Regions from separate parts of the Mus musculus genome. Here region 2 is linked to region 1. A link is a contact called in public Micro-C data. All regions are on one chromosome and are shown on one strand. The core of a region is the stretch at or near the end of the contact, and the rest is flanking DNA. Distances in the headings are between cores, read along the strand shown.

Region 1 (5,679 bases), core at 1,994-4,493:
TGGGCACCTTGTCCCTTAGCCAGACACTAGGCTGAGATCTTACCAAGCACCATAGTCTCTATCCTAATATAAAAGTGTTCATATGTAGTGCAAATGAGGCTCTCCAATGTAAAATCATCTATTTAATTCCAGACTTTAAGTGAACTTCCAAGCAGATATTTGAGTCTCACTTCTTAGTCACTTTCTTTGACTACTTTACTATTAGCAGAAAATAGATGCAGATGAGTAGAGTATTGGGTAGCATAGAGACGACAATCACTTCAGGTTTATCTCTAGACCTTTGGGCTACCGTAGATCAAAGGGGTTTATACCTGCTCTTGTTTTCTACCCATAACTTTCTTTGTATCACTTTTACTGTAAACCAGTGGGTACACACACACACACACACACACACACACACACACACACACACCCCTTATCACGGTCAGAATATTTTTTCTTCTCTTTTTAAAATTCTAATTCAGGATTGCAGCTGTAGAGCCACCTCTCCAGATGAGCGTTCAGTTAGCTTTCCCCCTATCAGTGTGCGGCTTAGTTGTTGCCTGCTGTTCTGGGAAAGGTCTATTCTCCCTCAGAGAGTCTGCTTACTGTGAAACTGAGCAATTATCAGTGTGGACATTGGATCAGGTTTTCCCTTTGCTCCCTGGACAACATGGTTAAGATAAGATTATTATGTGTTTCCATTTCATCCCATACCTCAGTTCACTAAGAACAACTGTTAATTTTCAGTAACTTCTTGGTTTATGAATAATTCAATAAAATTTAAACTCCAAAGTAATCCATCTGTAAAGTATAAATTCACATTCTAATTCATAAAATTATGGTGAAAATAAAACTAAGCAACCTAAACAGTTAAGAAAAGTACTGCTGCAGAGGAAATAAATTACTCAGCACAAGTCACCAGAGAAATAAAGTTGTACCCATTTACCTGGGTCCTTTTGTTTGTGTCAGATAACAAACACAGCATATGGCGATAGCATATGCACCTAGTTCAAGTTTGTTGTGGGGCTATTGTACATCGATTAGTTCAATAACTCATTATTACACAATTGCTAAATTCCAGTAAGTCCACTGATGTCTCTCATCCCAAGAAGGTTCTTTAAATCAGATGTAGCATTTTGGCTTGATACATTTGGGATCTCAAGTTTCAGCAACTGCATGGACCTAAACATGTGGTATCTGAACCTCTTAACAACTGAATTTGCAACAGGTGAGACTCAAGTTATGCCTAACCAATTTATGTACTTCATGGACATTGCTGTTATTATTATGTTCCCTTCTTAGGACGACCTGGAAAGCAGAATTCACACTGCCAGAGTGACCTGCGTGCCCTTATCTATGTTCAACAAGTGGTTCTCTTTACTATTCCCATGGCAACAATGATAGTTTCCTCATTTTCAGCAGGGTAAAAATGGGCTACAAGGCCCACCAGACACTGTGAAACTACTCTGAGAACACAGGATGAATAGAATTATGAACTTCAGGATTTGTTGGATCCAACATCACACATATTATAAGTGGGTGTCATCATCAAAGCTAATAAATTTTCCTGTCCCATGCCCTAGAGACCTTGATGGGTAATTTTTGGGCTGCTTTTCTGTTTAAGGCAGGAGGAAAAGTTGTATAAGAGCAACATGTCCACCAGTTTTTGAATCTGTGGAAGATTTTGTATTTATCACATGGTCCTAATTAGGCAGAGAAGCAACCACAGTGTTGCCTCTCTAGTTCCTCCCCTCCTACATTTACCCCATCTCTATACCTGTAAGGATACTAAGTTGATTGTCCTCTGTCTTTTGTTTTAACCAGGAGGTTCAAGAAGTGTTATCATTAGCTTTAAAATCTGTCTCGACCCTCTTAGGTAAGATAGCTTTACCTAAAACGGTTTGTGTGTAATATGAGCTAGTCTGATGTGTTCAATCATCTAGACAAATACTGCTTTATTCTGGTATATTTACACAAGTAAGCTCGAAGTATGAGATAGAAGAAAATCAGAACTTTTAAAATATATCACCTCACCTGTAATTACTGCTTTTCTCAGTGTTACTCGCAACCCTTTCCAGCCTCACTCTTAAAAGCATCACTGAAGTTTGGCTCTAAAAATGGGAGTATTATAGCCTTAATGTTTGAAACTCACCTCTAAGGGGGTTACTAAAGTAACAATCCTGAGTGTGTAAACTCTGATCACCTTCCCATTCTTGCATGGGATCTCTAAGGCAGGGTGTGGAAGAAGGAAAAATGTGAAGGTTTTGCTAGCTGTGGTTTCCAGTATCATGTTCTGTTTGATAATCCACAGGGCTAATATTGCTCTACTGAGTAGAGATTTCTGAAACAGTGCCACTATCAGGTAGATCAGATAGTTGGCCAAAGCTTTGGCACCAAAGAGACTCAACAAATATATTTCATCACACTGACCCTGTGCTAACAGCAACTCTATGTGGATAACCTCATGGGAATGGAAGTTGAGAAAGAGCTATTTCAAGGCTGCAAATGCCTTAATCTCAGCTCTGTTCAAAATGCAAACATGCTGCTTTTTATGCTCTCAGTAGTAAAACAAATCTGTGGGATTTTTCAATCCTCAGCATGGGAAGGTAGAGAGAAAAGTGAACAAGGAGAACCTGACGTGAACTGTCCACAGTCACAATAGAAGGAAGAAAATCAGGGAGTCAAACATCTTTTTTTTAAAAAAGGGGGAAATAATAAATTAAGAGGGCAAAAATATAGCAAATTATCTGACTAAAGGAGGGTTAAAAAAACGTATTTTATTTGCAATTCCAACACTCAGTTCTTTGTTCAGAAAACCTAGAGAAGTGCCCTGCAGACTCAAAGGCTCCTGAGTTATCAGGGAGCTGTTTCCGGGGGATGTGTTCACCCACTCAATACTGCTGCTTGAATAAAGGCAGAAAGAATAGTGCAAAAAAAAATCTGTAAAAACAGGCCAGCACTCCAGGCTTTGTTACAGCAAAAATGACATTGGTATAATGGAAACCTCAGGAGATAATGGGGTAGACTCAGCCTAGCCTTGGAGAGCTTCCAGGAGGGACCCCTAACTCTTCTAAAGCCAAGGAACTTCCTCATGTCCACTGGCTCTGGGTACAGCCTAACCTGTTATGATCCAGCTGTAATAAGGATGGCAGCCTCCTGGAAAACTCTCTCCCTGGCTGAGATTGTGGAGTCTAGGCCCCATGGTCAGATAGGGGCAGGAACCCAGCTACAAGGACAACAAGACTGAGAAATTCTTATCTTTTCCCTTGCCTTCAAAGTAGCAGTGGAAGGCTTCCATAGCCCTGGTCTCCCAGAATCTGCAGGGTGTCTGTCTGAGAGAGACCCTGAATTCTTCCTGTCTCTTCCACCCTGTCCTTCTTACCAATAGATGAATCTAGAGAGACTGAAACTCTTAAGTGGTTTTCAGAACACTGGGAAAGAGGCCCCTAGTCTCCTTTCTCTGTTAGTCATTACAGAATGATGGTTCTCCACAGACGATTTAAACAATGTGGTAGCTTTGCTATGACTGTATAGAGTGATTCCAAACCTATTGAACTATTTTTTTAATTGTGATTTATTTGTGTTCCTTAATTGAAACAAAATGGTACAGGATTCTACAATAATGGTACCAAGTCCTTCAGCCCACAATAATGTGCAATGCTACTTTTTTTTTCTTTGTCTTTTATGGGGTCTGGCTATTTAAGTCCATCCTAACTACTTGTATGTCTGGGTGTGACATTCCAGATTGGATACAACAGAGAGAGCCCTGCAATGCTCATTTCTAAATCCAATCCTAACAGCCTTGTTATCTTTGTCAGAACAACCTAGTAACTGCTTCCTCAATGTTTTAATTTAGATTTCTGAGATACAAGAGGAATTTAGATGTTATTCCCCACCCCCACTCCACCTTAAATGTGTGGCAGCCTTACTGTTTCTAGGACAGGGCTAAAAAGAAACAGATCAACCCTCAGTGAAGCCCTGGAATGTTATTCTAAGGCGCCTTCAGATTTCCATCCTTCTGTACAGTATTGAGCCTCATTTGGGGCTATAGCTCACAAGAAAACAGTTGTGGCAGAGCCAGAAGATTGAAGACGCCCAGGCGATGGGTGACGATGAACAGGAGGCAGCTAATTGTTTCAGTTCTGCAGCATTGGGAAGTTGTAAGCAAAAATGGAAAAATGAAAACTGTTTCTTTTACTGTAAGTCTTGAACACAAACATTTTAAAGCCCCTTGAGCAATACAATGTATCTTTTTATACAGCTTTTGGGAAGGTAATTGATGCATATTAATGTAGGAATTATGTATGTGGGACTGAAAGCCCAGGTATTTTGATGAGTGGACACTTCCTAAATGAGGCATTGGGTAGTTCGTAATGGCCCAAAATTCTCTTGTAAAAACATATATACATTGTAACAATTTCACTACACTGAACATGCTTAGAGTCTAAAACACCTTGACACCCCCATTCTCTCCTTGAGGAAGTGCATGGTTAATGGCCAGTACACCAGATATCTAATACAAATTCTAAAAGACAATGAGCTACTGTGGTAGGGTAAATGCTTCTTTCTCTGTCCCTTTGCCAGCACACACTGTTTCTCAGGTCACTGCTTTGGTGAGGTTCCTAGCAGCTGACAAGCAGAGCCTAAAATTTAAGACATTCTTGGAAGGTTAAGGCTCCCTTTCCTTGTACTTTTAGTGAAAGGGCCTAAGCTTGCCTTAGGGAATCACCAAAGTAAAAGAGGCTGGAGCATCGATCTGGGGAATTGCCGCTTTCTTATACTGGTGGACTGTGGTCAGCAGAGTCTCACGTTTTGAAATTGTATCATAGAGATATGATAAAGCAATGTCTTGAAATCTTGAAAAAGGAGGAGGAGGAGGAGAAACAGGGGAAGGAGGAGAAGGAGAAAGAGGAGGAGGAGGAAGAGGAAAAAAAGAAGCAAAAACAAACAAACAAATCAAAACAAAACAAACAAACAAACAAAAAGCCCCAGAAAGCATCAACCCAAACATGAGCGATAGGAGAGAGAGGTGGGAGCTTGGGAAGAAAACATGGTGCGGGTTCAGTTAGGCAGCTTCTAAGTGTGGAGCACTCTGAGTTAGTTTCAAAAGCTAATTGTAAGCATAACTATTGTGATTTGTGTAGAAAGATTCAATAAGGCTGTCAAAAGAATTCCATATTAAGTGGTGCGTGCTTGGGGAGCTCTTAATTCATCTGCTTTGGGGTCAATTTATGCCCTTCCTTATTCAGGTGTCTTTTAGTTGTCATGGTTGAATTTTTCTGCATCAGTTATAGCCATCTTACCATTTTTTTAAAGGAATAGTTATAATTTTCTGCAAATTTTAGCAGAGGAAGAACATGGGAAGCCAGTGCCCACCGTCTTGTCAGAAGCAGCCCCTGATTCTGACACTGGACTTTCTTAGTCCCTCAACATGTTTTGGATTGGCACAGAATATTCAGCTTGCTTCTATGGAGAATAAAGTCTGTTTTTGAAATCAAGGATTTTCCCTAATGGTATTCTTACCACATAGTCTATGTTTGTCTGCTAATTGTACCTGGTTGACCAAGGGAGAAGGGACTGTGCCTGCATGGTGGAGGAGATGACACTCGAGGAAACCAAGAAGCAGGGAAAGATCAAACAGTCAAGGGTTTTAGGTTTTCAGTTTCTCCCTCTCTCCCTCGCCCTCTATCCCCACCC
Region 2 (5,679 bases), core at 1,905-4,404, 170 kb after region 1:
AGATGGTAGAGACATACAATCCAGTTTTAGAGAGTCACAATGTATGTTAGTTCTAGAAAGTTCTTCATTTAAAAAAATTAAATTCCTTGCAGAATATCTACATATAGACTTATATTTTAAATATGTAACCTTTTCTTTTGCTTATGAACTATTTATTATATTCCAAGTGAAATAATAATTAATATTCCAACAATATTACAAAATGCTATCTAGGCTAAGCACTGGAAGTCAGCTGAAACCTGAATATAGAGAAAAGAATTGTATTATTGTCTAGGATACTAATCTTATATTCAGTTAGCACAACAGATTGATGATCACATCATGTTAGGGGATGTTACCTGCAACAAAATACAAAGAGTGTAAATTTAAATTAAAAGCTTACAGTGGTCAGTGTTGATGATGAAACATCACCTGTGATCACAATTGCAAAATGAATCAATAGTACCAAGATTGAGAAGTGAATGAGGGAAAAGGTGGCAATTGACTGTGATCTGATTTTTTTTAAAAGAGAGTTCATGAGTATTGGAGAATTAGTTCACTGGAATGGAGACCTAGTAAAGTGTGAAATTCCAGAGTCTCATAAAACAGTGATTGAACTGTAGCAACACTAGGCTATGTCTCTCAAAGAATACAAAGAACAGATTCCCATGCTCAATTATGTAATAAAGCTTAAGAGTTACAAAGCCACAGCCCAGCAAAGCATAAAGCAGCAAGATCCAGATTCGAACAGTGGAAAAGCATTAGCTTCTGTGAAAAAGCAAGAACTAGCAGGACCTTAAGTAATGAGGAAAGAAAAGACTCAGAGGGGAGCTGAGAGAAACAGAGAGAACTACATGTGTCTAGTCAAGGCCATGGACATTTATTAGATCAACCATGGCATGGGAAGGAGCTGTCTTTGTGTTGTGATCAATAATTGGCCAAGTCACATAAGAGGTGTCCTGGACTAGTAATGCCAAATGCCTCACACTTAGATGACTCAAGTAACAAAATTTTAATTTTTTCCCAGTTCTGAATGCTGGGAAGTATAGTATCAGGGTATGGGATGGTTCTTCTTGATGCAAAGTCTCCTTTCCTCTTTTGAAGAAAACTTATCTTTTCTAGGCCTGCATGTGGTCTTCCTTGTGAGAGTATATAGATGGGGAAAACAGGGTTGGAAACTGATTATTGGTCTTGTTTAAAGGATACTGGTTCTACTGGATTATGAGCAACATCATAACCTCATTCAGTTTTAATATTCCTTAAAATTCCTATATCCAAGTATAATTAAAACATAATTAACTCTTCAACATGGAACTTTGGGTGGCAGGCATAATTCAATTCATATTATGGAATAAAGAAATTAATGACTGTCCTAATAGAAGTAATAAAAGTGAGAAAGGAAAGAATTTTTTTACTGTGAAAATTTTACAATTAAAAAAAATGGTTATGTAGACATTTGACATTGTTTGGGGTGAGTAACAGGGAAAGGTTGAAAAACTGACAGATAATTGTGGGAAATTCCAGAGGTGAAAAGATGGAGAGTGAGATAGAAAGATGAGAAGGGACCTAGTGTGTAAGTAGAGATCAGGTTTGGGGAAAGGGAGCAATGGTGGAGTCAGGAGGACAATGGGAGATAGTTACTATAGGTCTTGTTTATAGTTTATCTGGGAAATGAATAGATTTAATTCCAGTAGCATTTGTCTCCTTAAAACTGAAACATAATCAATAAGGCATCAAACTAACTATGTTTTGTGGGATGACAGCCATAGATTCCATGAAGTGGATGTGTTACCATAATGAATGTAGCAACAAATTAACTGGACCTTGAATCCAATATAATCTTTGTAGGCTAAACATTCCAAATGGACTTCTTATAAACCTATGACAGAAAATTATGCAGAAACATGTTCCCATTTCCACCACTTTGGGGACAATTGATTGTAAAGATGTGAATCTAAACAGTGTTGCTAACCTCATTATAAACCTCAGAAATTACTCACATTTGAATAGACAGAACAATCTCTGCTACTTTCTCATCCCAAAGAATGGTGAAATTGGCAAATAACCAGTCAATCTACAGGAGGAATTTCTATAATAACTCTGCCATACATGGATGGAAAAATATCTCAGCAGCACAGTTCATGAAGGAGATATGAACTGTCTTAATAGATAAAGGAATGTGACTTTAAAACCACAGACAGGAGTCTCTGCAGAAACATTATAGCTTAATACTCCCAACATACTTGGGAAGCTATGACCTCCCTTTAGTACACACCAGAGAAAGAACAGGACAGGTTAAATATACCCAAGGAGGAACACGAACTGTTCAGTATACCTAAGGAGAAGCAGGAAGACTTCAACACCTCTGAGAAGGAACAAAGCAACAGTAACAACAAAACAAAACACCCAGCTTCAGGTAAAATAAAAAGCAAGTGTATACAAAGCAAGCAAAGATGTCAGTGGCCATTTAAGGACTTTAACTCAAGCAAAAGATTTCATCCACATGGTACTGATGTGATAGAGTTAATGTTACAGAGCAGGGTTTGAACTAGATGACTTCAAAGTCATCCCCATCAGCAGGTAGAACTGATTAGGGTAGAAGACTTCCATATTTAAGGTATGGTAGTTTTACAGAGAAAAGTGTATGTAGGATTATGAGGCTGAACAGGCTAGGTCAAGAGTACCTTGCTCATGTGAGTTGTGCTAAATAGGCCTTACAGCAACTCAGTGAAGTTTGCACTAAATTGAGCTCTTTGCCCTTTGAGCTCAATGATGAGAAAGTGTATTTCAATAACCATGTGGCATCAAAATGACCTCAATATCTACATAGTCTTTGTGTCATGCAGTTTGGGCAAATGGCCACATTTTTGTGGTTTACTTTTCTCCTGCAAATGTTAATGTTTTGTGCAGCAGAGAATGTGGTTAGGCTTCTGGGTCCTGATCTGAACAGAGAGACCTATAGTTGAGTGAACTTATCTCACCTTGCTCAGTGGAGTAGACAAGGAGCATCAGTAACCTATCCACCCAACAGGAGCAAACACAGTAAAGAGAAGTTGTAGGATTGGAGGTCTGGCCCCAAGCTTAAGCCTTGGCTAAGCAGAGATAACATGTGTCACTGCTTTCTGCCAAGGTCCATCCCAACCACTTTAGTTCACTGTGTAAGGCTAAGTATACAAGAATCACAACAAAAGCAACTGCAGCCTACTGGGCTATGCTCAGGGATGCCTGTTGGGGTACTCTTATAACCACAGTTGCTTCTAACAGGATCTCACTCATCTACTGTAACTCTACACAATGTGTATAGCCAACAGGGAGCCTGTAGCCACCTTAGCTCTGTAGGAGGAGGAACATGAGGTAGAGCAGGATCACAGCTCTAGCAACAGAGACAGTCTGCATGTTCCCCCCTCAGGAATGGGACAAACAGAGCCTATGCTGTAATTTCTATGAGTCTGCAAAATCAACATCTAAATCAATGAGTACTTAAATGTAGGTACCAAGCACATCTGCTTGCCATAAAAACAATAGATATAAAAAGCAACCTCATGTTTGGCCACTGTGCGATTTCTTGGATCTCACTGAGGTTTGCTTGATGGTAGGCAGGAAGGGCAGGTTAACCTGCTGCTTCTTCCCATAAAGCCTGGGTCTGGGACTTGTTACAGGACAAGTGGGACACTTTCTTCTTTAGTAACATTTTCTTAACTCATGGTTAGCATCCTGTAGTTCTTTTGCATGAGCTTTCTGGTCACAAATAGAGGGCAGATGGCATGCCCCTGTTTCAATGGGCTCAAAGGGGCTTTTTCTAGTTCAATTTCACTCAAATGTGCCCCCACGTCAGAAGATGGAAGGTAATTTGCTGAGTTTCTATGGTGTTCTGTGGCTGTACAGGGAAAGTCTGGAATTCTGTGGAGCAACCCATTGAGGGGTTTTTCTCTTGATCTCCACATATGATCTTTCTGGAAGGAACTGATATTTCAGACCCACTGCCTTTCAGGGACAAGAAATACTGTCCTCTTGGAATAAGTCTATGAGATGTTAGGGTTGCATTGGAAGCAATCTACATGGGCACTTGTCCACAGCTACAAAGTGGAAGCTAAGATTAGTCTTCAAGCCAGAGCTAGGCTTCCTTGGAGGAGCCTCTGAACCACTGTCTGCTTTGTTTGCCAGTCCTATGACATTTTTTAGCACAGATTAAGCAAGCATTTTCTCCCTTCTTTATCAGTTCTGTTTTCAGTAAAAGATGGTAAAGAGAGGACAATCAGTTTGCTGATAGGAAAGCCAGGCTGTTAGGGTCATTGAGAATTACACAGGGTTGTGATAGCAGAGCCTGCTAAGAAGGCTCAAATCAGGACAGATAACAGCTCAAGTCATTCAGCACAATGTCAGAAGCTCAAAGAAATGTCAAGATACATAGTCCTTGCAGAAGCCCACTTTAACCTACAGAGGAGAACAGCTAGGAGACAGGGTTCCTCACAGTGGACACAGGCTGAAGGACTGCTGATAACAGGCTTGTCACATAAGAGCAGGGAGGGTCATTTAGTCTAGGCCTCAGCCTTAGTTCTGATTTTATCACTAAGCAAGCTGATTTATTTAGTTTCTGAGATACAGAGAGCAGATTGAGAGAATATGTCAATAATTTTCCAAGTCCTAGGCAATCTTGTGAATAATAAAATAAATTGTACTTCTTAGAATTTCTATTTAGCTAAATGTAAACATTTAAAATATGCTGCATGCTTTATAATCGCCCAGTAATGTATCTTTATGTTTTAATATACCCAGAGTCATAACAAAGTGCACTGACTGGTCCTTCCTCTTATTCCTCCACTCAAAACTGAGTAAAAAGCAACCAGGGCTCAGAAAGATGCTTTAGTTTTAGACTCTAAAGTGACTATCAACTTAGAACAGAGCTGACATATCCTGAAAGAACATTAGGAGACCTCTAAAAATGTGTGCTCTAAACCCAGCTCACCCATACTACCCACAGTCTAGCTAGGTGATACCATTATGTTTCTTGAAGTCTCCATTGTCTCTGCTATGTCAGAGTTAAATTATCTGGGAAATCTCTTATCATAGGATTCATTGCTAGGAGGCTAGTCTTCCCACTTTTTCCCATTTTGGGGACTTGTTTCTCTGTTATGATACTCTGAAACTTTATCAGACTTGTAATTTAAGCAGCATGATAATGTATCTGTTTTAATTAGTGCAAGAAAGACTCAAAGATCTTTATACCATAAAGAGAGATTCTGAACTGAGGAATTACACCTGTGGCCAACTCCCTCCTCCCCCACAACAAAACCTGTACAACCTTTTCACATATGAGAAATTACCAGAGATGCTAGAAGTGCTCCTTACCAGAACTTTTTTCTACCTGAAAATAAACAGGAGCCAACTTTAAGGTCAAAAACCAAAGCTACTATCGGTCATTCAGCCTGTAATGATCACCTGGCCTTGTTACTATGTAGCACCCTCAAGGCACAGCTGTCTGCAAGTCTTCAAGAATATATGCTCACTTGGAGAAGAAACCACATATTTTTTATCTATATGACAGGGCCTTTCCTATTTCCCTCCAATATCACAGACTTATGTTCCCTTGGCATCTCCCCTCTTCTGTGATTTTGATTATTTTATTCCTGGGTATTTGCCCAAGGATCATGCATTGCAAACTTGATACTTAGTGTAACAGATAGCTGAGAAAGTCGCGGC

What was found. Hi-C and Micro-C count contacts between places; a contact is called where the count stands out from the background.
Region 2: a contact with region 1 is called in a Micro-C map of granulosa cells, with 5 times the contacts expected there. The contact joins two enhancer-like sites. A contact is called at or near these places in 3 of 484 Hi-C or Micro-C datasets (ECoMG-derived neutrophils, granulosa cells and liver) and 1 of 115 datasets of contacts at active chromatin or transcription factors (pancreatic cancer cells).

The regions. Positions count from the first base shown.
Region 1 is chr13:16,279,583-16,285,261 of GRCm38.p6, forward strand. No RefSeq gene overlaps it. Among named protein-coding and RNA genes, the nearest start is that of Gm31711, 21 kb to the left of the region's middle. Within about 2 kb of position 3,244, at least 12 of the 459 cell types and tissues checked have an H3K27ac peak or open chromatin away from gene starts, as enhancers often do. A contact at or near this core is called in granulosa cells, where this site is marked.
Region 2 is chr13:16,450,592-16,456,270 of GRCm38.p6, forward strand. No RefSeq gene overlaps it. Among named protein-coding and RNA genes, the nearest start is that of Gm31711, 190 kb to the left of the region's middle. Within about 2 kb of position 3,155, at least 8 of the 459 cell types and tissues checked have an H3K27ac peak or open chromatin away from gene starts, as enhancers often do. A contact at or near this core is called in granulosa cells, where this site is marked.